Regions from separate parts of the Mus musculus genome. Here regions 2, 3, 4, 5 and 6 are each linked to region 1. The links are chromatin contacts, called in public ChIA-PET, HiCAR-type, HiChIP or PLAC-seq and promoter capture Hi-C maps. All regions are on one chromosome and are shown on one strand. The core of a region is the stretch at or near the end of the contact, and the rest is flanking DNA. Distances in the headings are between cores, read along the strand shown. Region 1 holds the start of Golt1b (golgi transport 1B). Region 2 overlaps Pde3a (phosphodiesterase 3A, cGMP inhibited). Region 3 holds the start of C2cd5 (C2 calcium-dependent domain containing 5). Region 4 holds the start of Slco1c1 (solute carrier organic anion transporter family, member 1c1). Region 5 holds the start of St8sia1 (ST8 alpha-N-acetyl-neuraminide alpha-2,8-sialyltransferase 1). Region 6 holds the start of Etnk1 (ethanolamine kinase 1).

What was found. ChIA-PET counts read pairs in DNA pulled down with a chosen protein or histone mark. HiCAR-type assays count read pairs that join an accessible place to other places. HiChIP or PLAC-seq counts read pairs in DNA pulled down with a chosen protein or histone mark. Capture Hi-C pulls out chosen DNA fragments and counts their contacts.
Region 2: a contact with region 1 is called in an H3K27ac HiChIP or PLAC-seq map of embryonic stem cells, with 6 times the contacts expected there. The contact joins the enhancer-like site here to the promoter of Golt1b in region 1. A contact is called at or near these places in 4 of 39 promoter capture datasets (cranial neural crest, embryonic stem cells, hippocampal neurons and 1 more), 7 of 115 datasets of contacts at active chromatin or transcription factors (embryonic hindbrain, embryonic stem cells, large pre-B cells and 2 more) and 1 of 9 other capture datasets (embryonic stem cells).
Region 3: a promoter capture Hi-C map of liver shows a contact between it and region 1, with 2.1 times the contacts expected there. The contact joins the promoter of C2cd5 here to the promoter of Golt1b in region 1. A contact is called at or near these places in 1 of 484 Hi-C or Micro-C datasets (natural killer cells), 1 of 115 datasets of contacts at active chromatin or transcription factors (astrocytes) and 1 of 9 other capture datasets (liver).
Region 4: a HiCAR-type map of astrocytes shows a contact between it and region 1, with 3 times the contacts expected there. The contact joins the promoter of Slco1c1 here to the promoter of Golt1b in region 1. A contact is called at or near these places in 1 of 39 promoter capture datasets (hippocampal neurons) and 2 of 115 datasets of contacts at active chromatin or transcription factors (astrocytes and stem cell-derived neural progenitor cells).
Region 5: a contact with region 1 is called in an RNA polymerase II ChIA-PET map of memory CD8 T cells, with 21 read pairs. The contact joins the promoter of St8sia1 here to the promoter of Golt1b in region 1. A contact is called at or near these places in 1 of 39 promoter capture datasets (stem cell-derived epiblast-like cells), 2 of 484 Hi-C or Micro-C datasets (CD8 T cells and embryonic stem cells) and 4 of 115 datasets of contacts at active chromatin or transcription factors (effector CD8 T cells, embryonic stem cells and memory CD8 T cells).
Region 6: an RNA polymerase II ChIA-PET map of memory CD8 T cells shows a contact between it and region 1, with 25 read pairs. The contact joins the promoter of Etnk1 here to the promoter of Golt1b in region 1. A contact is called at or near these places in 4 of 39 promoter capture datasets (hippocampal neurons, liver and pre-B cells), 7 of 484 Hi-C or Micro-C datasets (CD4 T cells, CD8 T cells, muscle stem cells and 2 more), 8 of 115 datasets of contacts at active chromatin or transcription factors (bone marrow-derived macrophages, effector CD8 T cells, embryonic stem cells and 4 more) and 2 of 9 other capture datasets (adipose tissue and liver).

The regions. Positions count from the first base shown.
Region 1 is chr6:142,385,993-142,389,042 of GRCm38.p6, forward strand. Golt1b (golgi transport 1B) reads left to right here and starts at 1,251. Exons shown (of 5, transcript NM_025872.4): 1 at 1,251-1,377. The coding sequence starts at 1,353. Recql (RecQ protein-like) reads right to left here and starts at 1,095. Exons shown (of 15, transcript NM_023042.3): 1 at 1,030-1,095.
Region 2 is chr6:141,494,201-141,497,348 of GRCm38.p6, forward strand. The region is part of intron 15 of Pde3a (phosphodiesterase 3A, cGMP inhibited); the gene reads left to right. Among named protein-coding and RNA genes, the nearest start is that of Slco1c1, 29 kb to the right of the region's middle. Within about 2 kb of position 1,576, at least 41 of the 459 cell types and tissues checked have an H3K27ac peak or open chromatin away from gene starts, as enhancers often do. A contact at or near this core is called in embryonic stem cells and stem cell-derived neural progenitor cells, where this site is marked.
Region 3 is chr6:143,098,805-143,101,970 of GRCm38.p6, forward strand. It overlaps C2cd5 (C2 calcium-dependent domain containing 5), which reads right to left and starts at 1,348. Exons shown (of 29, transcript NM_001362113.1): 1 at 1,129-1,348; 2 at 874-992. The coding sequence starts at 963.
Region 4 is chr6:141,522,970-141,525,749 of GRCm38.p6, forward strand. Slco1c1 (solute carrier organic anion transporter family, member 1c1) reads left to right here and starts at 1,385. Exons shown (of 15, transcript NM_021471.3): 1 at 1,385-1,773.
Region 5 is chr6:142,963,179-142,966,008 of GRCm38.p6, forward strand. St8sia1 (ST8 alpha-N-acetyl-neuraminide alpha-2,8-sialyltransferase 1) reads right to left here and starts at 1,274. Exons shown (of 5, transcript NM_011374.2): 1 at 358-1,274. The coding sequence starts at 590.
Region 6 is chr6:143,165,937-143,168,826 of GRCm38.p6, forward strand. Etnk1 (ethanolamine kinase 1) reads left to right here and starts at 1,294. Exons shown (of 8, transcript NM_029250.2): 1 at 1,294-1,700. The coding sequence starts at 1,545.

The sequences.
Region 1 (3,050 bases), core at 1-2,500:
TAGTAATTATTTGGGTAGACGTGTAACCTGCCCAAAATTCCCTTGGAAGAACTTAGGTTTTCTGCCTATTTAAGTTTCAACAGTTTGCTAATTTTAAAGTCATTCGTACTCAGAACACAGGCTTTTTTTTGGGGTGGTGTTTTAGTTTTCTGTGTTAGGGGCCAAGGACCTCATTGTGTTCATGAACTGTTGTGAACAACTTTTTTGCTCAATCAATGACAATCTGTCACCATTACATAAAAGCAAAAAACAAACGTTTGAAAGTGTGTTATATATTGCTTAATTTTATATTTGCTAAACCTAAGAGTGCTCTCCAAAGACAGATTCTGCACCCGCCTATTCTCACTTGAACTGTTTCCTTTATCGAATTTGTACCCTTCCTGTGCATGGCTGTTAAGACAGATAAGCCCTGATTAAAGAGTAAGGACAAAACTAACGGACATTTAAGGATGGGTTTAAATCAAGACTCCTCCTTCCTCACGTATGAGAACATCTCCTTATCACTTCCTAGACTGATACTATTCTGCCCATGGACTCTAAGGTCCTGTATCATGGCAGAGCCTGAATCTCTTCACTTTTGTAAACAGCCTAGAAAAAAAAAAATGCCTTTTCCGGAACCTAAAAACAGGCGCTTTCTCTTCGCTTAGGAGAGATTCGGTCTAAGTTCATTTCCTGCCACTACTTCAAATATATATATATTTTTGGACTTTGCTGCCAATAACCTACCCCTTGCCTAAATTAGGCAACTTCACAGCAAAACATAGCGTAGCACGAAATATATCCAAGAACTAAGTTACAAAGAGGTCTGTCAGTCAAAAAACGTGAACCAGGTCCACTGTCATCAGTGCGGAAGGAAAACGCACGCTAACCCTGAGCGCATCCCTCCACCCCGCCGGCTCCACAGACGAGGCAGAAGCGCAAGCTGCGGCGACCAGGGCTCCTGAAAGCGATGGCAGAGACGACGCCCAGCTCCTATCCGCCCAGCAGACAGCCGCGGACCCACGCGCCGGAACCGGCACCACCACGAACCTGTCAGCCGCTCCGCGCGTAAAAACCTTCCCGCCGCCCGGCATGCAGCGCCCACCCTTCCGGATCAGCCCCCTCCACCAATCACAAGCCATTGCCTTCTCTGATTGGCTGCGTGGTGCGGCGTCCGGGTGCACATCCGAACAAGAGCGCGTGCTATTGGTCTCGCTGCAGCCAATGGAGCGCGGCCTTGCGGCCCGGCGGCGGCGGCTGCGTGTTTCCGGAAGACGTGGCGGCTCGGGCCCGGGCGGCGTCGCCGAGGCTCTTCTCCGGACCAGGCTTCGCAGCGTGGGCCCCGAAGCACCGCGGTCCTCGCCGCCGCCACCATGATCTCCCTCACGGATACGCAGAGTAAGCGCTGCCGGGCCCCAGCGTTGGCCGGTGCTCCCGCCTCAGCCTCTGCTCCGCCCCGCAATGAATGGAGCGAGCGCGCGTGGGGCGGCGGCCCGCGGGAGGGAGGGGGCCGTGACGGGAGGACCGCCGACCTGCCTCGGCCCAAGTGCCGCCGCCGCCTTCGCCCCGGTGGCACCCGTGCTCTGTCCCACGGAACAGCCGTCGGACCAAGTTTCCGGGGTGGCGGGAATGGGACTGTCCGCCCGCGCGGAGCGCCTGCAAGGCTGGGGTGGGCTGGGGGCGTAGAGAGCCGTGATCAGACTCCACTGTTACCTACCTACCCAAAATTCCCTTAACAAGGACTTCGGTTTTCCGCTCGTTTAAGTTTCAACCAAGTTTACTAATGTTAAAAAGTCACTTTGTGCTCTGAGCATTGACTTCGATGGTTTAGATTTCTGGGTTAGGAGCCAGGATCACACTGTAGGTTAACGAGGCTGGCCTTGCGCTCATTGTGTCAGTGCTAGCCTTCCCACTTGTAATCCTGCCCCGGTCTCTAAAGTTATGAGATTACAAGCATGAAGGACTCTGCCTGTCTGTACTGGGAAAGGATTTCTTTATTAGTGTTGTATTCTGTACTTCGTGGCGTGTTCTATTTTAGCATCCTGTTTCTGCCTATCTCATCATTCTGACCAGCTTTGCAGTCTTCAGTCTTGCCTTTTTTTTTTTTTTTGTAGCCCCAGAGATTAGAGCATCTCAGCCAAATGTTTCTGCAGACTAGCAGAGCGTTATCCCTATCTCCATCGTTTTCTCTGTGACTTCATTTTTCTATGTTTTCTTATCAATCTTAATTATTTTTCTATTTATAAATTCTACCCAAGCTGGTTACTTTTTAAAGATATCTTTATGGGTATGACCTCTTTTTGCCTCACTTTTGCTCATTACCATGAACTTTGTTTCTTCAAACTATATTCACCTTAGCTTTTCAAGATTCTAACATCCCACTGAAGTGAAACAAAAACCTTCCTTGAAGTTATTCTCAAGTGGAGTTTGAAGATTTAGATTCAAGTTGTGGCACACTGGAGTGTCACAGGTGCTTTATGAGTCCCTCCACACCCTGGCAGTCCCCTCTGTCTTACTGTGGACTGCACAGCTACCTTCTCTAGCCCAGGGGTGTTGTCTATTGGTCCAGTCAGGCTCCTTTGGTTCTAGTCAGAAATAAAAGTGTCCCTTTTTTCCCTACTGTCACTAAGTCTTGTGAACCTGTTTCAGTTTAGTGCAACATGTAGTTATATAGACAAGAGTGATCTTAATTGCTTGTTTAAATGAGTTTTTTTAACATGCATGTGGGGACCAGAGTCACAGGATCCTCCTGGAGCTATAGTTACAGACGGTTTTTAGCTGCCTGGTGTGGGTGCTGGAAACCAACTTGGATCCAGAAGAGCAGCTTTTCTTACTTACACGTTTAATTCTTACACAAGCATGGGAAGGCATGGACCATTTATGAATTGGGACGTGTAAGACATTGAGTTACACACAAAGGCAGAAACAGCCATGGTCCTGGGATTTCTGGTTCACAAGCCTTTGCTCTTGTTACTGTAGTACTAGCTAGCTTCTGAGGAGACTTGATGTCAACATTCACATCTTGGGATGGTACAAGTCTGTGGTGTATAAATTACCCTGTGCACAGGGCA
Region 2 (3,148 bases), core at 326-2,825, 890 kb before region 1:
AGCTTCAAGTGGATGATGGATCCAAGGCACAGCAAGTGCTTACCCACTGAGCCACTCCCCAGTCTATTAGCTTTTGAATTGAATCAGGGAAAATGAAAATTTGGTTTCTCTCTGATACTCTGTTGCCAACCTATTTCTCTGATGTTTATAAAAGGAAATTATTGATTTTGGGATTCAGACCTAGAGCCTGAGATTTGAGATTCAAGAGTTATTTATTCATCTTTTAGTTTTTCTCTTTTGCTTTATTTCCAATTCAAGCAGTCAGCCTGCTGCTATGCTTATGAAGAGAAGTTTGCCCCTGGAATATAATAAAAGAGGTTTGTCAACTGAGCCTCTGATGAGAGTCTTCATGGATTGCCATTTAAACTCAAAGACATTAGTAGTGTACATACCCAGGCATGGGGAATTGAAGGATTTATTCCAAGACCATTATTTAGCAGGCTTAGCTTGCTCATCTAAGCTTGAGTGGAGAATGCTTTGTCCAAATACTGGACTAGCATGTTAACCTCCACACTGATAGGTTGTTCCCTTGCTCTTTCTGTTTTAGTCAAGTCTAGTAGAGCATCCATTGAGAGTTCTATGGATTCAGTTACACATGGCTTTCAGTAATTAACTAGCCCCCATACCCTGAAATTTAAAACATCTCTGCCACAACAATCAGATACTGTAGCTTTAAAAGTATGATCTGTTGGTGTACATGTTTGAGTGTATATGCATGTATGCATATGTATAGGAACATGTGTGTGCATGAAGGTACAGGTGCATGTGGAGGCCAGGGGTTAATGTCCACTTATAGTTTTTGAGGTAGGGTTTTCCTTGCGAACTTGAAGTTCATTTATTTGGCTAGGCTTGGTAGCCAGTGAGCTCCAGAGACCCACCCGCTTCCACCTCCCCAGATCTGTGATTGCAGAGGCATGTCACAAGATGTGTGCTCATCCTTTCACATGGATGCTGGAGATCAAGCCGAGGTCCTTGTACTGGCGCAGAAAGCACTTTACCCACTGGTCCATTTCTTGAGCTCCCAAAATTCTGACTCTGAAGCACCTTTGTGGCCTCCAAAATGATAAAAGTGGAGTGATATTAGCAGACTTAAACACTAGCCACAGAACAGAGTCATAACATTTAGTGAGGCACTTCCTCATTTTAATAAAGGAGAAAATAAGATTGACAGCCAACCATAAGCAACATGACATGGTGGTAGAATCAGCGAAGGCACCCAGGTTTCTTCATTTTTTACTCCCTTGCTTTTGAAGTCTTTGTAATTTTCATTACAGAATTCATAATGGCCGGGATGTTTACTTTGATTTAGCCTGTTCTTAGATTTCAGGGGCGGGGGTGGGGGGGTGGGGGGTGGGGGTGGGGAATATTAAATAGACACTGGTGAGTGAGTTGTGCAGTTTGCAAAACTTGGAGGTCTCCCTGGAAACAGAATAAAATGCTGCAGTGTGATGTCCAGAGGGAGGGGGCTTTTATCCCACCTCATAATTAAATCTGAAAGGTTCCTGGGGCGAGCTAAGAGGTTTCTAATGAAGTACTAAGCTGTGCTTGGAGTCTGCACCACGAAAGGCGCTTTGTTCTCCTTTCAAAAGGTTCCAGTGCTGAATAATTTGGCTCCCAGCGCTGGCTAGTTTCAGACCACCTGCAGATTCTAATCTACGCAAATTTATTTGGTACAAACTTTCTTCTACGTCACTTGGTTCAGCATAATTCCAGAGAGGTTTATTGCTAATGTTTAACAGCCATCAGAGAACAGCTGCTCTCCTGGGGCCTGCCCCTCGAAAGGGAAAAAGGGGGGAAATGGGGCTTTTGTTATCTTCTTCCCTGAAAATGTGCTCACACCGTGAGCAGTAGAGGGTTTCCTACTACTGTGATTCAAACCAACTTCTGAGTAAAAAGTCTATTCTGGGGCTAAAAAAATGGCATTTAAGGTTCTTTCGAAGTTCAGTTCCCAGCACCCACAATGCAAGCACTGTTTGTAACCCCAGTTTCAGGAAATGCAGTGCCCTCTTCTTGCTTCTGCAGGCTCTGCCCATACACGCACTCAAGTGGGCTTCCATACACACGCACATATACAAACAAGTCATTTACATTCATGACAGTTACAACAAAACTGGCGTAGAGAGCTTGGCCAGGAAAATAATTTTCCTTTACTTTTAAAAGTAAAGTATGCTCGTGTACTTTCTTTACTGAGGTAGGATATTGTGTTACTTTTCTCCCTGCCCCCATTCCTTCAAAAAGTGCTTAACAAAAATCAACTCAAGGACACCAACCTGCCAGCTTCCTCCTTTTTATTCAGTCTGGGACCCCCACCCACAGGATGGCACCATCCACAGTTAGGAGGGATTTTTCCTACCTGGAAGCTCCCTCACTGACACGCCCAGAGCTTTGCCCTTTCTGCTGATCCTAGGTCATGTCAAGTTAGCAATATTAGCCATGACGTATTTAAGTGATTGTTGTTGTTGTTTTGAGGAAGTAGCTTGTTGTCAGAGTTATTGCCTGTGCTCTGGCAGCAAGCCAGGCTAGGCCACCTTTATCAAATAAACCAATTAAAAGAACCAAATTAGGACTAGGATAGCCTAGCACATAAAAGTTCCCTACATAAGACTGATCCCAGAATCCAATATGTGAAAAGATGGTGGTGGTGAGGCTTAGCATTTATAATCTCAGCACAGAAACTAAGAAATGGGTGGTTGAGAACAGAAAATCGCCTAGAAGCTCCTGGCCTGCTAGGGCCGCACTCCTCCCTCCCTCCTTCCCTCCCTCCTTCCCTCCCTCCTTCCCTCCCTTCCTGGTAATGGAGAATGGGCCGCAACTTCTTCCTTCCTTGCATCTTTTCATGCTCTTTTCTTTCCTTAAGGCCATTTAACATTAGATTTCTAACAGCATTTTAGGAGTAAAGAATTATAGATCTAATGTGAACATTGGATATATGGTCACATCACCATTTTTCTCTCTATGATCACCTTGCAAAGGGATGGTCCCCAGGCTAGAACATTTATCTATATTATCTATATTGCAAAGGATCAGAGAACTGATTTCCAATCAGAGGCTTTCTAAAGTGAAAGTTCTGAGAGGAGGGAGACCAGGATCTGGAGGTAGGAGTTAGGGTGCGTCCCTGCGCTTACAATTCAGTCAAGCTAAGAGCAAT
Region 3 (3,166 bases), core at 98-2,597, 710 kb after region 1:
TGACATCTGGCCCAGGAGCAAACTGCTTTGGGTTTTGTTTTTTGTTTTTTGTTTTTTTTTTTGGGGGGGGGGGGTTAGTTTGGTTTGTGTTTGTTTGTTTCAATAAAAGATGAAGTTGAACTCAACAAATGCCATAAAAATAAATAAAATAAAAAATACAGTGAATTGCAGTTAATTAGGTTCTGGAACGTTTAAGAATATATTGAGTATAAGTATACTGTCATATGTCTTTGAACCCTAAGCATTAATAGCCCAAATGATTATTGCTCTAATGGTCTGCCTCATTATGTCAACTTTTATTACAATTTCTCCTTGGCTTCTTTCAGGTTGTGAGTTATTAACTTCCGGACAGTAGGCCTGTGCTAATTTGCATGACTTTTAAACTAATCATTAGACTTAAAGAGCAATTTTGCAATTGAAACCCATGGCACTTAATTGACTTCCTACCTCGAGGCAATAAATTACCCTGAAACAGCTCACCTCCCTACCAGTCTACACAAGGGCAGCTTTAGTGCTGCTGTTGTGTGTGACTTGCACTGATGATTCAGACGGTGTTGGGGTACGGGTTGGATGTAGTCGCACCGTGGGGCTGTGGGTGTCCCCAGAGGGCTGGCTGCGTGGACTTGCTGCAGCAATGGCCCTTAACCTCCTAACCGCAAACGAGGTCGTGGCGAGCGTCTCCGCTGCCACGCCTCGGACCGGCAGGTGGTCGGACCGACGCCCTGACCGCGAGCTTGGCAGCGGGACGTGTCCAGGACCGATGGCCACATCTCACGGGCTGGGGGCGGGCGGGCATCCCTCCACGGAGCCGGGGACCGCGGGAAGGGCAGGGCTCGGCGCCCCGTGCTCTGGGGGGCAGGACCAGGAACCAACCTCCACGAAGGCATCCGTCAGGTCACTGGCACGGTCCATCACCGGCAAATGGCGACCGGCCACAATTTTCACCTTCAGCTTCCCCGGCATCACGGCGGCTTCGGCCTCTCCTAGGATTCCTGCAGAAACAAACAAGCGAGTCTGCGCCGAGCGAGCGAGCGAGCGCGAGCCCGGGGGGGGGGGGCGCGGGGGCGCGCGGAGAGGCGTCGGGAGCGCGCGCCAACTGACAGCGGAGGGCGCGCGCGCCGCACTCACGCTCTGAGCAGGAACCGAGTCGTCCCGCGCGGCCACCGAGGCCTCATTCCGGAGAAGCAGCCGGAGGAAGGGCGCCGGCCAGCCGTGCTGCCCTACCCCTGACGTGCTGCAGAGAGCCGCCAAGTCCAGTCAGCATCCCGCAAAGCAGGCACCGCGCCCACCCACCTTTCTCCTCCCACCTTCCAAAAATGGCGGCTCGAGGGGCGGGAGCGATCGATCTCTCGGTGCTCTGCCCTGCGGCGGGGCCGATTTGAATTCGCGGGGCCATGGGAGAGGGGCGGGGCTGAGCTGGAGAGCAGGGGAACCGGTCGAGCCCTGCATCATCTACCCAGCCTCGGGTCGGTTAGGTGCAGGAGCCGTGCTGAGGACACGCTCCAGCGCTCTGGGCACCCGGCGCTGGTGACAACCCAGCCGCGCTTCATTTTGTTGGCCCTTGGACAGACTGCTGCTGCCAAGCATACTAGAGGAGTCTACTTTTAGTGTTTCCTGAGACGGCCACCAGGAAGGGGTACTGATGCGAGTAGTGGTTTTCTATGAATTTCAGTAAGAATCCTCTGGTTAGAGTCAGGTGTGGGGACGCACACCTGTCAACCCAGAACTTGGAAAGTGGAGGCAGGAGGATTGCATCGAGTTCTTAGCCAGCCTGGGCAACAGACGAAAAGTTTGGCTCAAAAAAGAAAAAAAAAAAAAAAAAAAAAAAAAAAAAAAAAAAAAAAAGGAAAAGGGACAAAAAATTACACACACGCATCTCAGCTAGTGAAAATAAATATTATTTCTTCAAAGACTTATTTCAGTCACAGGCAATTGTACTGTGTACTGGGTTATAGATGGCACTTCACACTTCCTTATGTCAGTGTGAACTTTGTGTGTCAGTGTGAACTTTCTTTTTTGAGGCAACATCTTGCCTGCTGGCCTCTCCTTGGTATGCAGCCCAGGCTGGCTTTGAATGTGGCAGTCTTCCTGGTGTATTGTCACAAGTGCTAAGGTGATGGGTTTGTGCCTGCACATCCAGCTCTCTAAGTATTAAGCATTCACACGCCTAAAGGAAAGGTCTACAGTGCTGGCTAAAAGTCAGCAAGAAACGAACCTCCAGCGGTACATGTAGTCAGTGTGAGAAATGAGCCCGAAGAAGACCTCACTAGGTCTCTGTAAATTGACCCCACTCTAGATACATCATGAGCCTGTCAAAGTGGGGTATTAGATACTGCTTCAGACTATCAGAAAATGATTGGGGTTGAAGCCCACACACAGGATGGAACAAGAGCACTTCCTACACTATGGCAAACCCAGCATTGGCAATACACTCTGTAGTAAATACTGAAATCAACACTGAAAATGCCAGTGGGAAAAAAATCACAGCACTGAATTTATCAGGAATGGAAAATTCCTAAATGAAGATATCAGCATGGTCTTTTTAACTTCAAAAATACTAAAACAGGATAGAAAAATTACTTGAAGTGGTAATGAACCAGAAACGCCCTTTCAAAAAGAGTCCTCCTGAGAAAGGAATTTTGCCCATGGGCAAAACTGAATTCTTCCAAAGAAAATGTCCTGCTCAAAAGAAGAAAAAGAATAAGTAAAAGATACATTGTTGCATACTGTTTGGACTAGAGAAATTTCCATCCTTGTCAGTAACAATAAGATCACAATCTCACATAATTTCCTTGGACCCACCTGTAGCTTTTTCCTAAGCACCTAAACTATCCTTGCTGAATTCAAGGGTCTACTACAAATCAGTCCATGTTCTTTACATTGTTTTCCCCTTCACTGAACCATTTTATTTAATAAACCATTTTTTAATGAAATCTATATCTAAGATTGTTCTCTCTGCATCTTCTCAACTGTTCCTCATCCTGCTTGGCGGTAGTCTTTGCAGTTTTTGGTCTGATGATAAACTCCTTGCTGAGGTAAATGCCCACACGGACATGTGGGCCGCTGGCCTTTTCTGCTGTCAATTGTGGATGACATTTCCTGTAAACCTGGACTGTCTTGCCAATCAGCTGACCTTTTAAGTGTCCTCACACAACCTGAACTTCAT
Region 4 (2,780 bases), core at 135-2,634, 860 kb before region 1:
CAAGGCAGTCCCAGCTTGACTGCTAAAATAATGTTCTTGGTCTTACAAGAGTCTACATACAAGTGCTTCCGTTTTGTTTTGTTTTGTTTTGTTTTGTTTTGTTTTGTTTTGTTTTGTTCTGTTTTGTTCTGTTTTGTTTTGTTAAGACAGTCTTGGGCTGGCTTTGAACTCACGGAGCTAAATCTACTGTTTCCTCTTCAGTGGTGGGGTTAAGTGCAGCACCACTCCTAGCCCATTGCTTTTTTGTAAGGTTTAAGATAAGCCCAAGTTTCTTTCCTTCTTCTTTTATCTTTTGCAGTAAAATGTACTCATGAAAATGTTGGCTAATAGGGCTATGGAGATGGCTCAGTGGTTAAGAGCAGTGGCTGCTCCCATAGAAGGTTGTAGTTCAGTACCCGTAGAGCAGCTCACAACCACTTAGGACTCCAGTTTCTGGGGATCCAACACCATTTCTGGACTAGGCAGTTATATATGCATGTGGTGCAAATAAACTTATAGAAACACATATACATAAAAGCAAAAGTAAAATTGAAAACAACTGGCTACTCATCGTAACCATTGTGGCAGCTGAAGTTACATCTGTGATAAAGGCGCCACTGTCTGCTCATTTTGGATTTTTGTTCGGAGTAGATATGACATCATTTAATCTTTGGATATTCCATGGAAATCTCATTCTGAATAACAAATACATAGCTCAATAGCAGAACATTTTGAGATTAGGTGCCCTGCTCAGAGTCACAGCCCTGGAAGACTAAGTTGAACCTTGGAGAATCCTGGTGACAAATTTACTTACTGGTGGAATCAAAATGGGAAAAAAAAATCAGTATTTCTCAAATCCTCTAAAATCATTCTCTTGGGAAGAGGTTTGGTTTGAATTTTTTCTCAGAGCAAAGCTTTCTCTTTCCTTAGGCTTAGGTAGTGTAAGTAACTGAATGCCAAAAAATCCAATTGCTATTTTGTCAAATTTCAAGGCTCATAGGGTGTGTGGATGGAGCTATTGATTTTTTTGCTTTGAAAGTGAACTCCCCCTGGAAGGATCCTGCAGAGCTTTGATCCTGACCTGAAAGTATTCCTGCAGATTCTAGAAGCCCAATGGTGAGGGAAACAAAGCAGGGAACTGGCCCAAGATATTTTTTTAAAAAAATAATAGCAAACAAATAAATACAACACAACAAGCCTGGCCCCTTGATGTCCCTTAGGACTGGCTGGCTGGAAGACTGATTGGAAGGAGAAGGGGAGGGGGTCTTTGTTACTAACTTCCTTCCCTGCCCTGGCTTCTGTTTCCTCACCCCCCCAACCCCCTGTGGAATGGTGTTTTCTGGGATCAGCAAGTAAAAATCACAAATGGTCTTTTCTTTTTTTTTTTTTTTATTTTCCTTGTTCCTCTATAAACAAAGCTTTATCACGTGTGGCCTTAAACTTGCTGCAAATTGCAAAGAAATGGCTCAAAGGCTCCAGCTCTTTCTGTGCCCTGGGAGCTGAGATGCAGGGCAGTGCCCTTGCCAGGGTGCCCAATTCCCTGCAGACTGCCAGAAAAAAAGAGGCCAACTGGAAAGACGAAAGAGAAAGACTGCTCAGGGGTGAGATCAGACCCTTGGTCTTTTCTTTCCTCTAATCTGCCCTGTCTGTGCCCACCAGCTCTCTTGACTTGCCAGAACTGTTCACAACTTCTGTGGGGTGCTGCCTCAGTTTCCTGTTTCAGACTGTGCTCTGTGATCCAGACCCTTGCGAACATTCTGAAAGGAACTGGACAGCTTTGACTTCTACCTCCAGGTAGGATTTGGCTTTTCTTGTTTATCTGTCTATCTGTCTATCTATGTATCTATGTATCTATGTATCTATGTATCTATGTATCTATCTATGTATCTATCTATGTATCTATCTATGTGTCTATCTATGTATCTATGTATCTATGTATCTATGTATCTATCTATCTATCTATCTATGTATCTATCTATCTATCTATCTATCTATCTATCTATCTATCTATCTAGCCATCCATCTAATCTATCTATCTAATCATCTGCTTTTATTTGTGTGAGCAATATGCCTTGTTCTCCCAGGACAGATGTTGATAATTTGACACTAATTTCTGCAAGGCTTTAGCTTATCTATGCTACTTCAGTAAAAGCCAATGGCTTCCCTTGTTAGCTGGGTGAAATAGGAGAGGATTCTGATTAAAGATGACAGGTAAACTCAGATCTGCTTTCAGATTTAGGCTTTGTTACTTACTAGTTGGGTAGTTTCTGTTAGATTGCTTAACATCTGTGAACTAAATGATTTTATAAGTCAAGATGATGATGTTGAAGTTTTGGGATTATTTTAAAGGTTACAATATATGCATATATCACACTGAATAGAGGTGGTGTTTATGATATGTGAGTTTGATACTAAAATTATTTGTAGTTAGGGGTGGGAGATTGGAATTCTGTGTAAGACACATTGCTTCTCATGAAAAAAACCCCAGGTTATTTTTAAGACCCCTGGAAGAGAAGACTCCCAGAGTCAGAACACTTTGCTGGTGCAGAGATGTTCAAGAAGGGAAACTGATCATGGGTTCCTCTCTGGGCCTCTTTACAGCCCATGCAGATTGGCTGCATCTTCCTCACTGGTTCAGAGCACAGGGCCTATGTGCATCTGTGTGACTCAACTTAACCTATCTTAGCCACCTGTGCTCCTTTAAAGACTAGATTCTGAAACCAATCCATGTAAACAGAGAATTCAGCTTTTTATAAAAAAAAAATAAAATAAAAGCTTGGCTTGTTCTTTTTAAAATCTGT
Region 5 (2,830 bases), core at 24-2,523, 580 kb after region 1:
GGAACGCTTCTTAACCTACTTCTAGCTTACTTCTCTTTAGCACCAAACATCTACGGAGGCTAAAAAATAAATTCTCTGAAAGTAACAGTCTCTAAGTTGTTCTGGGTCTCCCTTCCCACAGAGATGGGTCAATTGCAAATACAACACAGACTAGGGACAGACCAAAAAAATCCTTGATTTTGCAAAGGTACCTTGAAACGTCTCTTGGGATGAGGGATGGGACAGAGACCCTGACTTAAGTCTCTAGGTTGGGCACGGCACAGAGGGCACAGGACAGAGAAGCCTCACAAGCGACCCTGTCTTCTGCACACTAGCAGGAAGGGATGCTGGAGGGGAGCAACGGCCAGCAGTAGGTACCTGAAGAGACTGGCTGACGTCTGGTTCGTCCTCCAAGCCGTCCGCTGTGCCAGCACCCCTTGCACAATCTCCTTCTCGTTGGGCAGCCGGTAGACAGGGAAGATGTAGAGCCAACAGAGGACCACCACACAGAGGGCACTGGCTCCTACGGGTAGCCGGGTACGCGGGAATTTCCGAGCTAGCATGGCCATGGCCCCTCTGGACGTATGTAGGGCCCGCCCGCAGGGGCTCATCGCAGCCTCGATGTCCCAGGGTCAGTGTACCCTCAGCACAACGCTGGACAAAGTGGCAGTGAAGGATGCTCCAGTGGCCGGCCCCCCATGCACACACACCTTTGGCTTTCCAGCTCGCAAACGCACGGCTGGGGAACCCCCACGCCACGGCCCCAGAGGTCAGCTACAAGGATCTTCGCCAATGCAACTTTTACTGGGATGTCTTGCTAAAGGAAGTGGCCTCCGGGCAAATCACAAGCCTTAGTCTCTTTCCCTGCAGGCAGCGGGCGATGAAGGAGTCTAAGAGCAGTGGGGCCGGTGGCTCCCGCCCTTACTGCAGCATCACCGTCGCCCTCGGCTGGGGTCCTGGAAGAGGCGCGGCTGGCTCCCGGACGTCTGATGGGTTGTGTCCCTTCCAGAAAGAGATGCTCCTGCGCCCTGCACCGCCCTTTCCCCGCCTCCTGCGCCGCCGCGGTGCCCGGCACCCCCCAGATGCGCTCTCCGCGCCACACCAAGTCCTTGGAAATTTCCACGATGGCCCGGGACCGCTACCCCACCCCCGGCGCCTCGGCCGCGCCCGCCAGGACCCTCACTCCGCGCCCCTCACGGGCAAACCTAGAACTCTCTCTCATCAGTTCATTCAGCGGTGCGCCGCAGCCTTCTGCTGCGCCCTGGACTCCGCAGACACGCGCCCCGGGATTGGTGGAAATCAAGGTCTCCCCCGCCCTCCCCCACCCGCGAAATTGCCTCCCGTGACCTGCTTGGGGCCGCGACGCTAGCCCAGGGTGCAGGCCCCTCGCCGCTGCCCTTGTTCTCTGCAGAGGGAGGCAGACAATAAGAGCAGCAGCCCCTCTGGTGCGTGCATGCACACGCGCATATGTCTATCCCGGAGTATGCACAGATTGGGGACCCGCACACCTTGTGCCCAGGCTGCTGTCTCCCTCTCCTTTCTGCAATTGATTGGTTATAACTGAGCAGTGAGGAGGCTGGCGAATATTTATTCCTTCCTCGGCTCCCTTAATCAGATCAGCCCGTGCTGAGCTACGATTCCATGCACGCACTTGCGTGCACGCGCGGGCGCGAGCTCACACGCTCAGGCACGCACATACACGTCCGCGCGCGCGAACACACACACACACATACACACACACACACACACACACACACACACACACACACTGCTGCTACTGGGCACAAGGGGAGATGCATGCACACTGGGATCCACCACCTTGCCTCCACCCTTCCGAGAACAGAGGGGCATCCTCATATGCTTGTGGCTGGTGTTCTCCCGCAGACCTTGGAGGAGATAACGCCTCTGTAGACTAAAAAGCTGTTTATTCTTAAAAGGCTGCAAAGGCAAGCTTATCACAACCACGACCTTGGAAACGTGCAACCCGCCTGGACCCGCCTAGAGGAGAGACTCACAGTAAGCCATTTCTGCTCGCCCTAGCAGAAGTCGGAAAAGGCTCGGGTACCTCCTAGCGGCAGTCTCTTCTATTTGCTTAAGCATCCTGTGCAAGGACAAAGAAGAAAGTCTGCAGCCTCCAAAACCAGCTAGCTTAGTCGTCACAGGACTGAAATCTCAGGCCACAGTTCCATTTGTTCAGCCAAGAGCAGCACTCCAGACGGCCCACAGTGACTAGTTTGTGCCCTGCAGTCTTTTTTAGCACCTTCAGTAGGGAGAGGTGAAACTTGAGACTTTGGTGCCAACCAACCTCTACCAGCATTGCAATGCTTTTCTTAGGAAGACTGCTCAATGCTCCCCAGTGGAACCAAATACCGTTAGTTAAAATAAAGACTGCCCTTGCCGCTGATAGAAGCAAATAAAGACTGCTCTTACCGCCGGGCGTGGTGGCGCACGCCTTTAATCCCAGCACTTGGGAGGCAGAGGCAGGCGGATCTCTGAGTTCGAGGCCAGCCTGGTCTACAAAGTGAGTTCCAGGACAGCCAGGGCTACACAGAGAAACCCTGTCTCGAAAAACCAAAAAAAAAAAAAAAAAAAAAAGACTGCTCTTGCCGCTGTTAGAAGCTTGCTGCTCTTTTAGAGGACCTGTATTCAGTTCCTAGCACTCACTGCGGGCAGGCAGCTCACAATTACATATCTGACTGGGGAGGGGGAGGGGAGGTCTTCTGAAGGCACCTGCACATACATATACAAACCTCCACACCATTACAGGCACATAATTTTAAAATATAATAAATGTTAAAATAAAATGAAGATCCCTCTCACCCCAAACTTCCTCTGTTCTAGGAAGGCAAGA
Region 6 (2,890 bases), core at 44-2,543, 780 kb after region 1:
AGTTTATCATTATCTCAGACTTATTTGTGACTTACAAAGGTATGTAGCCTCATTCAGAACAATGAGAACATAAATGTGTGCTAATGGGTAATACAACATTTGATCATTCACAAGTTATTCACTTGTACTCAGCCCCGGGGAGGCCAGAAGTCAAGGTGAAAGTCACCTCCATTGTCTCCGTCATAAAAGGAAAGCACAAGGGCGGACCAAAAACTTGTAGATGATCCGGTTGCCAGTATTTCTCTAACAAGCAAAGAGCAGAGCCTTTCTGATACAGGAGGTTTCATGTAGCCGTGCGAGTCCCAGGACGCGCTATGATTTAGCATGACAGATCTAATTTTCTTTCCTTCCAATTCCCTCCGAGTCTCTACCTTATATAACCGGCTTTGAATAATTCTCAGCAACGTCAACTATCTGACCCTTAAAATGAGTGTTTCAGTCGTCTATTATCGGTCGGCTGATGACTAAGTATATCCCGGGCAAACCTGGAACTCACTATGTAGCCCGGCTGGTTTGGAACTCGTGGCAATCCTGCCTTAGGCACCTGAGAACTAGGACAGGTATAGGTCATCACACCACTGTCACCGGTTTACTCTCACTTTACGTAAAGTTTGCCCCAAATACTGTGATTTCTATGTACCGTCAAAGGGAACTGGGTTGCTGAACCAAGCAAGCATGTAGTTCTGTGCACACAGCTTCAGGAACAAGGCGAGCAAATTAATCCAGCTTGGCCGGTTGAGGCCAGGCTAAGCTCACAGCTTAAATTTAGGGTTATTTCAGGACGTGCCTTCTGCGTCCCGTAAGAACGTCAGCCCTAAGTAAGCAGAGCCCACGACCCTAGTGATCTAGAAAGGTGACGCTTCCTTGACTCCTGACAGGGCTGGGTAGCACTCCACAGCTCATCGGTAGAGTTCGAAAGGGCTCGGCAGAGCTCGACAGCGCTCCGGCAGAGCTCGGCAGAATTCGGTAGGGCTCCGGTAGCGCTCGGGCAAGGCTCGTTAGAGCCCCGGTAGGGCTCGGCAAAGCTCGACAGTGCTCCGGCAGGGCTCGGCAGTGTTCGGCAAGGCTCGTAAGCGCTCCGGCTGGGCTCGGCCGCGCTCGGACTCCTTCGGGTGCAGGAGCCCAGCCAACCCCACAGTAGCGGAGTGCCTGGCGGTGCGCGCTCCCCGAGACCCCGATCCCCAAGAGCCCCGAGGCCCGCCCATTGTGCCGCGGGGTTCGCCACCCCGCCAGCCGCCTGACGCAGCCGAGGCTCCGCCCCCGGCGTGACGCTAGCGTCAGGCCAGTCCCGGCATGCTTCGCGGCCGCCCGCGGTCTAGCGCACTGAGGCATCTTCCCGAGAGCGGCCGTGCCTCCGCGTCTCTGCACTGCGCACCCCGTCCGGCCGCCCGGTTGCCCCCGCCGCCCGCCCGTGCGTCCGAGCGGCCGCAGCCCTCCGCCGAGGGCGCCCCGGGACGGAAGGGTCCAGCAGCCTGCCGGCGCCCGCCGCGCTCGTGGTCGCCGTCGCCGTGGTCGTCGTGGTCGTGTCCGCCGTCGCCTGGGCCATGGCCAATTACATCCACGTCCCGCCCGGCTCGCCCGAGGTGCCGAAGCTCGACGTGACGGTGCAGGACCAGGAGGAGCAGCGCTGCCGCGACGGCGCCCTGAGCCTGCTGCGGCACCTGCGGCCGCACTGGGACCCCCGGGAGGTGACCCTGCAGGTGAGGCCGGACGGGCACCGGGTTTCCTTCCCGAAGCCGCCGCGTCAGCGACGTCTGCCCGGCCCCTGAAGAGGCTCCCGGGGATGGCTGCCGCGGCCCTCGTCATGCCTCTCCTCCCAGACCCCGCAGCCCATCCGCCTCCCGCGGTCCTCTCCGCTGCCCTCCCTCCCCTGCGCTTCCCTCCCATCCCTGCCTTATCCAGCCCGAGATCTTCCCACATCCCCATCTCCGAGCCGCGGGAGAACAACTCCTTTCCAAAGCGGAATGACCGGGGACCTGCTGCTGCCCACGCCAGGATGCTAGGGAACGCTATGCCGTGCGTTATAGGAAGGCTTGAATTGGAAGGTTTCTAAATTTGTAAAGTCTTAGAAGAATTAATGCTCAGGGTTGGAGTGAGCAGTGGCCTGGGAATATTTTCGTGAGTCAGTGGCTTTAAAGACAAAAATTCTCAGAAGGATACCCCTACCCCCGAAAAGCTAGGATTAGGAAAAAAAAAAGGCACTTGCAAGTTATGATCCACCATACCCACAATTTATCTGGTGTAATTGGTTATAGTTTTTTCAGTGCACAGCTTGTAGGATTACTAAGGTGAATTTCCTTTTTCCTTGCAAACAAGCCAAATTAGTAAAATTTTAACGGTTTGGGATTGTTTTAGATTTGAGCAGTAATTTGTATTATTCAAGACGTCTGTCATTTTGATGACTCCAATACATTGTTGGGGGTTTATACAGGATTTATTGATTTAAGTTTTTTGCTAAATTTTTTTTTTAGTATAATTAAAACATGAGTAGTGTCTAGGCCCCAGAGCAGTTCCTGACACTTGGGGGCTTTTATGAGTTTTAGTTTCGATTCTTGTTAGAAGTGTTCTGAGCAGCTGAAAGAGACCGACCCATATGTTTTGGGGAAGAAACTTGTTAGACAAAAGACTTTGACATTTAAGGTGTGCCTGTTGGCCAAGTATATAGGAAATAGTTGATTCAAAATGATTTTTATGTATAACTTGGAAGATTATTGCATTTCCTTTAAGGAAGTGCTTTTCAAATGGAAGCATATCTGTTTGTGTATTTTTTGCAGTGCTGGGAAAGGCAGCTCTGGATCCTAGGCCAGTGCTCTACCTCTGTATGTAGCCCTCATGTTAGACTGTTAATATAGTGTATTCACTTGCTTGTTTGAGAGGGTTTTAAAATTTA